2 separate regions of the Anser cygnoides genome follow, and region 2 is linked to region 1. The links are chromatin contacts, called in public Hi-C maps. All regions are on one chromosome and are shown on one strand. Each heading gives the region's core, a stretch centred on a gene start, on an enhancer-like site or on the middle of the called end of the contact. The rest is flanking DNA. Distances are from core to core; before and after follow the strand shown. Region 1 holds the start of UBE2F (ubiquitin conjugating enzyme E2 F (putative)). Region 2 holds the start of RAB17 (RAB17, member RAS oncogene family).

Region 1 (4,820 bases), core at 833-3,332:
AAACTCAAAGAACTAAGGAAAAAAAAATACAAAAATAGGCTACAGTCAGCCCCACGTTCTGCAACTACGATCATATTCTCAGCACTCAAAGAAAGACCAAAATGTACGCAGTTAATGGCTGCTTTTAGAGACGTGGATGGAGTAGAGCGTTTGAAGAATGAGGGTTTGTTTCAGACATGAATGCTGAGGGAGTTGCAGTACGTGAGGCCAAGAGGAAGTTCAGTTTTGCCAGAGAAAGGTCAGGCTTTCATCATTGTTTACAATCTCGTTTCGCTGCACCATCTCCACAGCACACCCCAGCTTCACATCAGCCCTTCTGAAGAATTATGGAGAGAATCCAAAGAATTACAGAGAGAATCCCCCCGCTGTGACATCCTCACCCATGTCCCTCGCAACAACGTTTTTTGGCTGGCCCAAGAGGAGAGGAACGGGGCGGGGGGGGGGGGTTCCTGGAACTACTCCGCAGCGCTGGGAAGCGAGCCTTGAGTCAGCAAGCAGGACACAAGGAAGGGAAGGGGTCTGGGCTGCAAGGAGCACGATTTTCTTTGCAACTGCACAGCAGTAACACACAGCACTCCTCACAGGGCAGAGGAAATTACATCCAGAGATTTGGTAGCTGAAATGGAGAGAAATATTTGGTACATCAGTTATCAGAAGGTAACTCTGATGATAAGTAGCTTGCAACAAAAGGTGGACAGAAAGCCAAAGTCAAATGGAAATGTTCCACCTGCTGTGCCTTCAGACATCCTGCCCCTACTCCTGCTTGAAGGCAATTTGTTCTTCTTAACAGCGTGGCCAAAACCAAAATAATGCTAACAACACCAATACCCTTCAGGCCCTACCACCACTAAATTGCAGTAATGTTTATCCTTTCGTCATACAAGTTAATTGAGCAAAATAAAGGCAAAAAACTCGTAAAAAGTCAGCAGCCTTTACACAAAGTGGTTGGAATAGAAGAGCAGACAGGTACGGTGTAGCAGGTACCAAGACATGAAGCGGATGCTCATGCACCATCAGCTTTCGTAGCATGAAACAGAATCAGCCAAGGCATAACACAGATGGGCAAGTGAAGGAAACCACCGAGAAGAAGATGAGCAAAATGAAAAGTGACAAGGCTCGATTGAAGGTTTCTCTGTCAGCTTCAGCCCTACGTATCTGGATGCTTCTTCCACTCTTGTAAGCCAGCCCTGAAGTTTACCAGCTCGGCTGCAACAGCGATTGTTTCACTTGCTTATCTGTTTCCGTCCCGGACAAAACAGGTAGGAGAAAAAAACTCCCCAGCCTGCCAACCTTGTCACTGCTCCTCCAGGTCCTTGGGGAAGCTGGGGGATTTAAAGCAAAGACCAAACCGACACCAGGGTGCTGGTGAAAGGACCGGGGGGGGGGGGGGGCAGGCCAGAACGGAAGCGACACCTGGATGTGGAGAAGGTGGCGATTAACGAGAAGGTGCCAATAACGAGGGTCGGAACGGAAGGAAGACGCGTCCTGGAGCAGTGTGGCACCTGGTAGGGCACGACAAGGTGTAACAGGCTATAATGAGGCGCAATAAGGTATAATAAGGCGTTACACGTATATTTTGTGCACAGGAAGGTCAGGCTCTGCGGGGCTGACAGGTACACGCGCCAGGTTCCAGAAACAGATCAAAACCAGGCAAAATCCGTGTTGAATATCCATGCTGGCTGAGGCAGACCCCGTGTTTTGGGGTTGTTTCCCCTCCCGTTACCCCGCAGAAAGGCAGAAAAGGCGACAGCCCGCCCCGCTGACCCCCGCCCGAGGCCGAGGGCTGCGCTAACGAAGGAAAAGGGGGTTTAAGGGGGGAGGGGGGGGCACACGGCAGCGCAAGGCCCGGCCCCGAGGCCTGGCGGGCCGCGGACGCCCGGGGCCAGCCCGGGTCCGGCTGCCGAGGCCGGGTCCGGCCCGGGAGCGGCGGGGGGCGGCCGGCACCTACCTGAGCGCGGCGTCAGGGCCCGGCTGCCGCGGCCAAGGCCAGCCCCGGGGCCGGCCCGGGGCAGGGGCGGCGGCGGCGGCTCCTCCCCCTCCCGCAGCCGCCCGCCCGCCCGCCGCGCCGGAAGTGGGCGGGGCCCCGCGGTGGCCCCGCCCCCTCCCCCGCCGCTCCGCCCGCAGCAGCCGAGCTCTCGCGAGAGGTGGCGCGGCGCGAGGGCGGTGCGCCCCCGGCCGGGCGGCGCCATTTTGTGGGGTTGGGATGGGGCTGGGGTGTTAATTGAGGTTGTGTCATAAAGTCACAGAACCATTAGGGTTGGAAAAAAAAATTGTCTCCACGATCATCTGGTCTTAACTTACTTTACTTAACTACATGCATAACATTGAAGAATTCTTCCATCCCTTAGCATGCAATGAATAGGGGAACCAAAATGAAGCAATTAGAGAAGCCTCCAGGTTAAAAGGTTTGATAAAGCAAAGCTAGAGACCACAGAATCACCGAATCATCTAGGTTGGAAGAGACCTCCAAGATCACCCAGTCCAACCTCTGACCTAACACTAACAAGTCCTACACTAAACCATATCACTAAGGGCTACATCTAAATGTCTTTTAAAGACCTCCAGGGATGGTGACAACCACTTCCCTGAGCAGCCCATTCCAATGCCTAACAACCCCTTCAGTAAAGAAGTACTTCCTAACATCCAACCTAAACCTCCCCTGGCGCAACTTTCGCCCATTCCCCCTCGTCCTGTCACCAGGCACGTGGGAGAATAGACCAGCCCCCACCTCTCTACAGCCTCCTTTAAGGTACCTGGAGAGAGCGATAAGGTCTCCCCTGAGCCTCCTCTTCTCCAGGTTGAACAACCCCAGCTCCCTCAGCCGCTCCTCGTAAGACTTGTTCTCCAGACCCCTCACCAGCTTGGTCGCCCTTCTCTGGACTCGCTCGAGCACGTCCATGTCCTTCCTGTAGCGAGGGGCCCAAACCTGAACACCAGACACAAGGAAGGATTGGCAGGCTGCTATTAAAATACTTATGACTTCCTAAACATCACAGGAATAATACTGCTTCTCCTTTACTTAAAAATAAAATAAAATAAAATAAAATAAAATAAAATAAAATAAAATAAAATAAAATAAATAAAATAAATAAAATAAAATAAAATAAAATACAACAACAACAAAAACAGATAAGCAAACAAACAGAATTTAGCTCAGTCAAATCTAGTCAATCCAGTGGAGAGCCACAACTCAGAAACCTTAAAGTGTCTTAACCCTTTCACAAGCTTCTTGTAAAAGATGAGAAGCTAGATGAATTGGCTGAAAAGCACTTGCCTTTTCTACAACTCTTTTGTTATCAGCCTGCTCATGCTTTTGTTTTTAGACAGAAAAATCTGTAGCTGAAAAATGAAGAAAGTGCTTAGAAAAACATGCCCACTGCTCTCTGTCTTCAGCAGGGTAGAAGGCAAGAGGGAATAAAATCCCATCAAAGTGTGTATATATGCTGACAATGGATAGAGACCATGAAGATGGCAGTCCCTTCCCTACCTGCCTCCGTGGCTGTTCCACACACACCAGCAGAGATGTTTAAAAACTGCCAACTTTAAGGGGAAAATAATCTAAAAAGATATCTGGAACGCTACACCTGAGTTTGTTTTTCTGATTGCAGGTGAATCCAAGCACAAACTGACCCAAAACGAGCCCATGGGATAGCTGCAGAGATGCAGGAGGCTGCCTCCTCCCTGGCTGTGCCTGGCAGTGGGTGCCTAGAAATGCCTCTGTGTAATTCTGCTTCCAGATTTCTATTCCAATGCAGTCAGGAAATGAGAAGATGGCTTGAGGATTGTTGCACCTTCAGCATCAGTAAGCCAGAGCCATTTCATGCTCTGAAGCAGACCCAGTCCTACATTGCAGATCCTGTCATAACGCTTGCTGGCACAAACAGAGGCTGCAAAGTCAACCTCAGCGCTGGCATTTGCTGGCTTTTAAATGTTTGCCTCATAATGGCAACATCCTGAAAAGGACAAGTCTGAAGGCTCAAGATACTGATAGATATCATCTGCTTTTTTGCTGGCTTGTTTCTCTTGTGGAAGGGACTGCCCACTACCAAAGTTCAAAGTTCAGCGAGCAGGCCAGAGTCACAAGTGTTATTATTTATAAGCCTTAAAATGCCTTATCTTAGCAGCCAAACCAAGATGCTCTGTAAGGGTCAATCCAAAATGTGCTTCCTTCAGGAAAGCCAAGAAACCTCCTTTCCATTTTATCTTCAGGTATCAACAGCTGTCCTCCCTCTTACTACGGTACAGCAGTTCAGTTAATATCTGGTGACTGTGACCTGTGCTGGGATTAATAAAATATTTTTATGAGCCAATTCATAAAGGTGCTGTCAACAAACTGCTGCCTCCTCTAAAGACTAATTAAAGGCGAGCCAATATTGTCTGACATGGGCTGTAACGGTGACAGATCTCCTTTCATCCTCCACCAGTTCCTCTTATTAGCGATGAGCAGAGCTCAGCATCTGATGTTCGGTGACCTTCTGGAACCACTTAACAGTTCCAACTCACTGCAGCGTGAAGAAAAATCTTTGAAAATCAGATTAATCTGAAGCCATGGCCTGGTTACTTGTTTTCTGCAGACAATCCAGGCAGCAAGACAGCAGTGCTGTTTACTGGAAGCAAGAGTCTCCTGTTCTTATTGTGGTCCTGTACAAAATGTAGTCTGTTAAAAATGAAATTAATGTCATATTAACAAAACAGGCATCACAAGGGATACACGGCAAACACTTCCAAATGCCACATTTTCTAATCTCATATTTGTTCCTTCTTTTGCTTTGTGTTTTACAGTTTACTGGTTTTTTTTTTTTCCTCATTTTCTCACCTCC
Region 2 (4,820 bases), core at 1,739-4,238, 210 kb before region 1:
TCCTCAGCCAGGTCCGTCTTGTTGCCCACCAAAGCAATGACGATTTCGTCATGCAGGAACTCCTTCTCCAGCTCCCTCAGCCACAGCTTCGCCCTGCCAAGTGTTTCCTGGGGAGAGACAGCGACACCATGGCTCCTGGAGCTTTCTGCCCCACCAGTGACGTGTCTCGGGGCAGCATTTTGGTGCCGAGGGGCTCAGCGTCCCCCCTCACCTTGTTGGTGATGTCGTAGACAAGGAGAGCGGCGTGGGCGCCCCGGTAGTAGAGGTGGCAGACGCTGTGGTACTTCTCCTGCCCGGCCGTGTCCCAGATCTCCAGCTTGACCGTGGCCGACTCCATGCGGATTATTTTCGTGAAGAAGGAGCCTGCAAGAGAGGTGGGATGGGGCACGATCACTTGGGGTGAGCATGGAGAAATTGGGTCTGCTGCCATGGGGCTGAACCCGATTCAAGGTCAGGGATGCTGCTGTGAAAACTGGATGGGTTTTCATCACCCCAGCAGAAGAGGTTGGCTTCTCGCCCCCGTGCCAGCGGGGCAGGGCATGGGGTTTGCCCACAAATACCCCTGGACATGGCTTTGCTGGTTGCTTGGGGCAAGGGGAGATGGATGGCAGCGACCTGAAGCTGGCAGCAAAGGGGGAAGCAAATCCACATGGGGGGCGGGGGGGGGGGGGGGGGGGGGGGGAGGGATGCTCACTCACATCCCACGGTGGGCAGCGACTCCTGGAAGTCGTTTTTCACGTATCGGTAGGCCAGGCTTGACTTTCCCACCGCCGTGCTCCCCAGCAGCACCACTTTGTAGATGTAGGTGGGACAATGCCTCTCCAGCGAGCCACCTGCCATCCCTTCCTGTGCCATCTCCTGCAAAAAACCAACCCAAAATGTGCCTGCAGTGACCCCAGGTCCACCAGCTGAGCATCCCGTATGAAATCCCTACTGGTGGCAGTGTGGTGTGACCTCAAAACAGCTTTTGGGAGCTCGCCCAGTAACTCAGCAAGTCCAACATTGCCCAAAAGAGCCTGTTTTAACACCTAAACTCAGTCCTGCCCATGCCCAGTTGGAGTTTGCTCAAGTTTTCCCTTTTCCCTTGATTATTGGAAGCGTTATTATTATTACTCCCTTGATTATTTTCTGCTTTCAGCCCCTTAAATGCACTGTACAGCCTGATGATGAAGAGCAGGGTCACAGTTCATGCAGGTTATTATCTGGCTTATTATTTCTTTTAAACAAACAAACAAAAAATTAAAATGCAGCATAAGGCTGTGCTCCTTCTGGTATTTTTGTCTGCTGTCATAGGTAATGCTCCAAAAAACTTTACAGGCAGCTGCGTGAAAAGATTTGCAGATTGTCTTGTAAACCCTGTTACTCGTTATTTCAAATTATTTCTTAAAATGCACCTCCATTTAACCCCAGAAGATTACACGAAGCTCACTTGACAATTACTGCAATTGCTGGAAATTTCCTTGCAAGCACCTATCGCAGAGGGGGAGCATCACCAGAGCTCATCTCCAACAATCTTTTTCCCATGGTAAGAGGGTGCAGGGGGTGCACGTCCCTGGTCGCCGGAAGAGAACGGCAAGAAAGCAAAACAAGTCATTTTGCTCTGATTTTGATGGAAAATAATAGGATTTAGGGGAAAGTGTTTGTTGCTGTTGGATTGCTCTTTGTCGGTGCTGCTGAGGCAGCCTCCCTGATTTCCCCATGCTGGGACGAGGGTGTCAGAGAGAAACCCTGAAATCCCCTTTCCTGCTGGTTTCCTGACCTAAGCCCCAGCAGGGCACACCAGGAACCTTGTTGGTATTGGAAACATTAGAAAAAAGTTTGATTTAACCTTACACAGACCCCATAGTTTGTGGCAGCTGTGTCCTGAGGCAGACATTTGGGGCAGGCTCGGCTGACCTTACCCTAGCAGCTTCGTGCCTGCTTCCAGCTGAGGGTTAAGCATTGCATAAAACCCACGTTTTATGGGCTTTATTGTTAGTGATATGAGCCAGAAACAGGAGGTGGAGCAGTTATCTGAGCTGGAAAGCAACAGCGAGGGCTCGGCGTTTGCCACTTGATAAGTCAGTATCTGTGTTATCGCTAACTTGGGAGGGGGTCCTGCTGTATTCACTCTCAGGGGTAAATATTTCCAAAAAAATATTATCCTTTATTTCCAAAAAAAATATCACTGGGGGGAAAACATAAAAGAAATGCAAATCTTTGGGGATGGAGACACTGAGAAGTGTCATTTAAGCCTTCATTTAACTTCCTGGGAAATTAACAGTGTCTGATTGATGTCTGAGCCAGCAGCTCTCAGAGGATGCTGGAGCCATTTGCTGGGTTTCTGCCGCACCTAACCTGCAGGTTTTGGACGTGGGATTTTTTATGTTTTTTTTTTTGTTTGTTTTTTTTTTGTTTTGTTTTCCCCAGATGGTGCTAGCACACCGGCGTCCCCAGATCGTTCCTGCTGGCGTTGAGCTCTGCGGCAGTCACCGTGCTTAGGGGAAGCTTGCCAGGGGACAGGGAAACATGCACTGCAAAGACACTTTGACGTGTACACACTGCTGGATCCACGCAGTGCTGATTTCCCAACACGATCAGCCCTCCCCTGAACTGCAGGGAGCAGAGGCTGGGTCATTATCGCCCTGCTGGGGAAATAATGCCAGCAACAAGCGGAGATCCCCCTCCGACTGCGATTTTGGAGGCTGGGCTGCCTTTGTGGCTGGGATCTGGGGCTGATTATTGGTGGGAAGACACAAATCTTGGGATTTTGGAGGGAGGTGGGAGGCAGAGGAAGGGGTTACCTGGCTGCAGGCTGGCTCTCCTCTGGCGCAGGGGTGGTGGAGGACGGGGACAGCCTCGACGGGTGGGGACAGCCTCGATGGATGGAGATGGCCTCAATGGATGAGGACAGCCTCGATGGACGGGAACAGCCTCGACAGATGGGGACGGCCTCCTCCAGCCTCCCCGGCTGCCTCCTCTCCACAGAAAACTAAAAGCGAAACTCCGTCAGGCGCGCCAGCAGCTGCCAGAGAGCGGTGCCAAAGCCGAGAGGTGAGCAGAAACGGGTGAACCTTAAACCCTCCCCGCCGGCTGGGCGAGGCAGGGCCATAAACCCTGCCCTCTGTGCTCCCTCTGTCCCCGCTGTCCCTTGTCCCTGCTGCAGGAGCCGTTTCTTTTCGGTGGCTTGTCCTCGGAGGTGCCGCGAGCATCACCGCCCGCATCCCGCAGCTGGGATTTGGGGATGGGGAGGGTTGGGTATGAGGCAGGCTGGAGCCAGGGATCTGGCCTTTGTAGGGTTTTTTATAATGCTGCAATTTCTGCTGACGCAGGTGAGACTCCTCTTTGGTCCCGGGCTGCGATAACTCGGAGCCAGGGCTGCCAAAGGGATTTGTTTTTGGGGAGCGGGTGGGAAGCGGCACACCCGCTGCTCCCGCAAAGGGCTTAGCAGACAAGCCGGCGAGGTGCAGACAAAGCGAGCAAAGAAAAAAACCTGAGCACTTGGGCTTTTCCTGCCTTTTAATTAAACTAATGGCTGGTTACCGCTGGGGCTGGGCGCTTTGTACAGAGTTCTTGTTAAAGCTCTTACATCTTAATGGGGGAAAAGCACAATGTATTGGGATAACCGGTCTGGAGAGGGAACAGGAAGATCTGCAGGTCATTAGAAACCTAAAGGAAGGCAGCTTTTGTGTTTGTAGCACTAACCTGGCCATCTGTAATGCCTTGCCTTCAAGAGCCAGCTCTGAAAGCTTTATGGATCTGCACATGTAACTTTTTGGTCCGTGAGCCAAACGAGAGTGGATTTCCTTTTTTGGGGGGAACAAATCCCAGCACCGACACCGCTCAGCTGCATCCAGCCCCCAAGCAGAGCTTAGCCTGCATCCAGCTCCTTGCCAGAGGGCAGCAAAGCCTTTCCTCCCGGCTCCCTGCCCATCAGCCAGGCTGGAAAGGATCTGGGGAGCCTTTGAAGAAGTTTCCTAACTACCCTGTGAAATCCCGAACTGGCGTGGCCCCGTGAATGGTTGGTACAGCAGAGGGGTAGAAAAGCGTTTGGGCACTTCTTTTTTTCTTTGTTCCCATCCCAGTGGCACCTGCCTGGGATGAGGCAGGGGCTTTTATAAGCCTCCCCTGGGTCCCAGGGATGTGTCCCTGGGGTGGGCACCGCCTCCCGCACGGGACCTTCTCCAGCGGCAGACCCGCTAGAGGGCATAGCTCGTCCGTGATTTCAGACGGCACAGCTCTCCGCTGCCGAGTCTCCTTTCGGAGCCTGCTCCCGGAGCCTGCACCCTTTAGTTCTGTGCTTGTGGTTACACCACAAGACCTCGTAGGAGAGCTCTGGCCACAGGGCTGGTAGGGACCAAATATCCCAGCCCAGCAAGGCGTGACCTGAGCACCTCGAAACCACTTGCGGACCTTCCCCTGCTTTCATCCTTTTTCCTGGAGGAGCTGCAACGTTTTAGTGCACAGGGCTACCAGAACAGGTCAAAATAAATCTCCTAGGGCATATTTCGGCCACCCAAATTGCTCCATGGGCACCGCTGCCTGCCTCGTCTCTCGCTGCACAATGGGCTGAAGAAAGTACCTGAAAGCACGAGTGGCTTTTCCTTTCTTTCTGCTGTTCCCAGGGAATGTGGAGGAGCAGAAAAAAATGATGCATTATTTATACTGGAAAGGCACCGGGAAACTTTATGGCATTAGCAGTGAGAGCAAAGCACAGAGCTGGGGCCGCTAGAGATGCTTAGGGCAGACGTCTTGTCTCTGCACCGCCAGCTTCAAAGGAACTGGTCACTTGTGTGTGAGTATATTTAGCAGGCCTTGCCTTTGGGATCACTATTTCGGTT

Evidence for each region. Hi-C and Micro-C count contacts between places; a contact is called where the count stands out from the background.
Region 2: a contact with region 1 is called in a Hi-C map of liver, with 8 times the contacts expected there. The contact joins the promoter of RAB17 here to the promoter of UBE2F in region 1. A contact is called at or near these places in 2 of 7 Hi-C or Micro-C datasets (both in liver).

What each region holds. Positions count from the first base shown.
Region 1 is chr6:10,742,206-10,747,025 of Taihu_goose_T2T_genome, reverse strand. UBE2F (ubiquitin conjugating enzyme E2 F (putative)) reads right to left here and starts at 2,082. Exons shown (of 10, transcript XM_066999805.1): 1 at 1,949-2,082.
Region 2 is chr6:10,953,846-10,958,665 of Taihu_goose_T2T_genome, reverse strand. It overlaps RAB17 (RAB17, member RAS oncogene family), which reads right to left and starts at 2,988. Exons shown (of 6, transcript XM_048058455.2): 1 at 2,784-2,988; 2 at 699-858; 3 at 212-363; 4 at 1-107. The coding sequence starts at 855. LOC125182149 (a long non-coding RNA gene) reads left to right here and starts at 3,011. Exons shown (of 2, transcript XR_007161258.2): 1 at 3,011-4,774.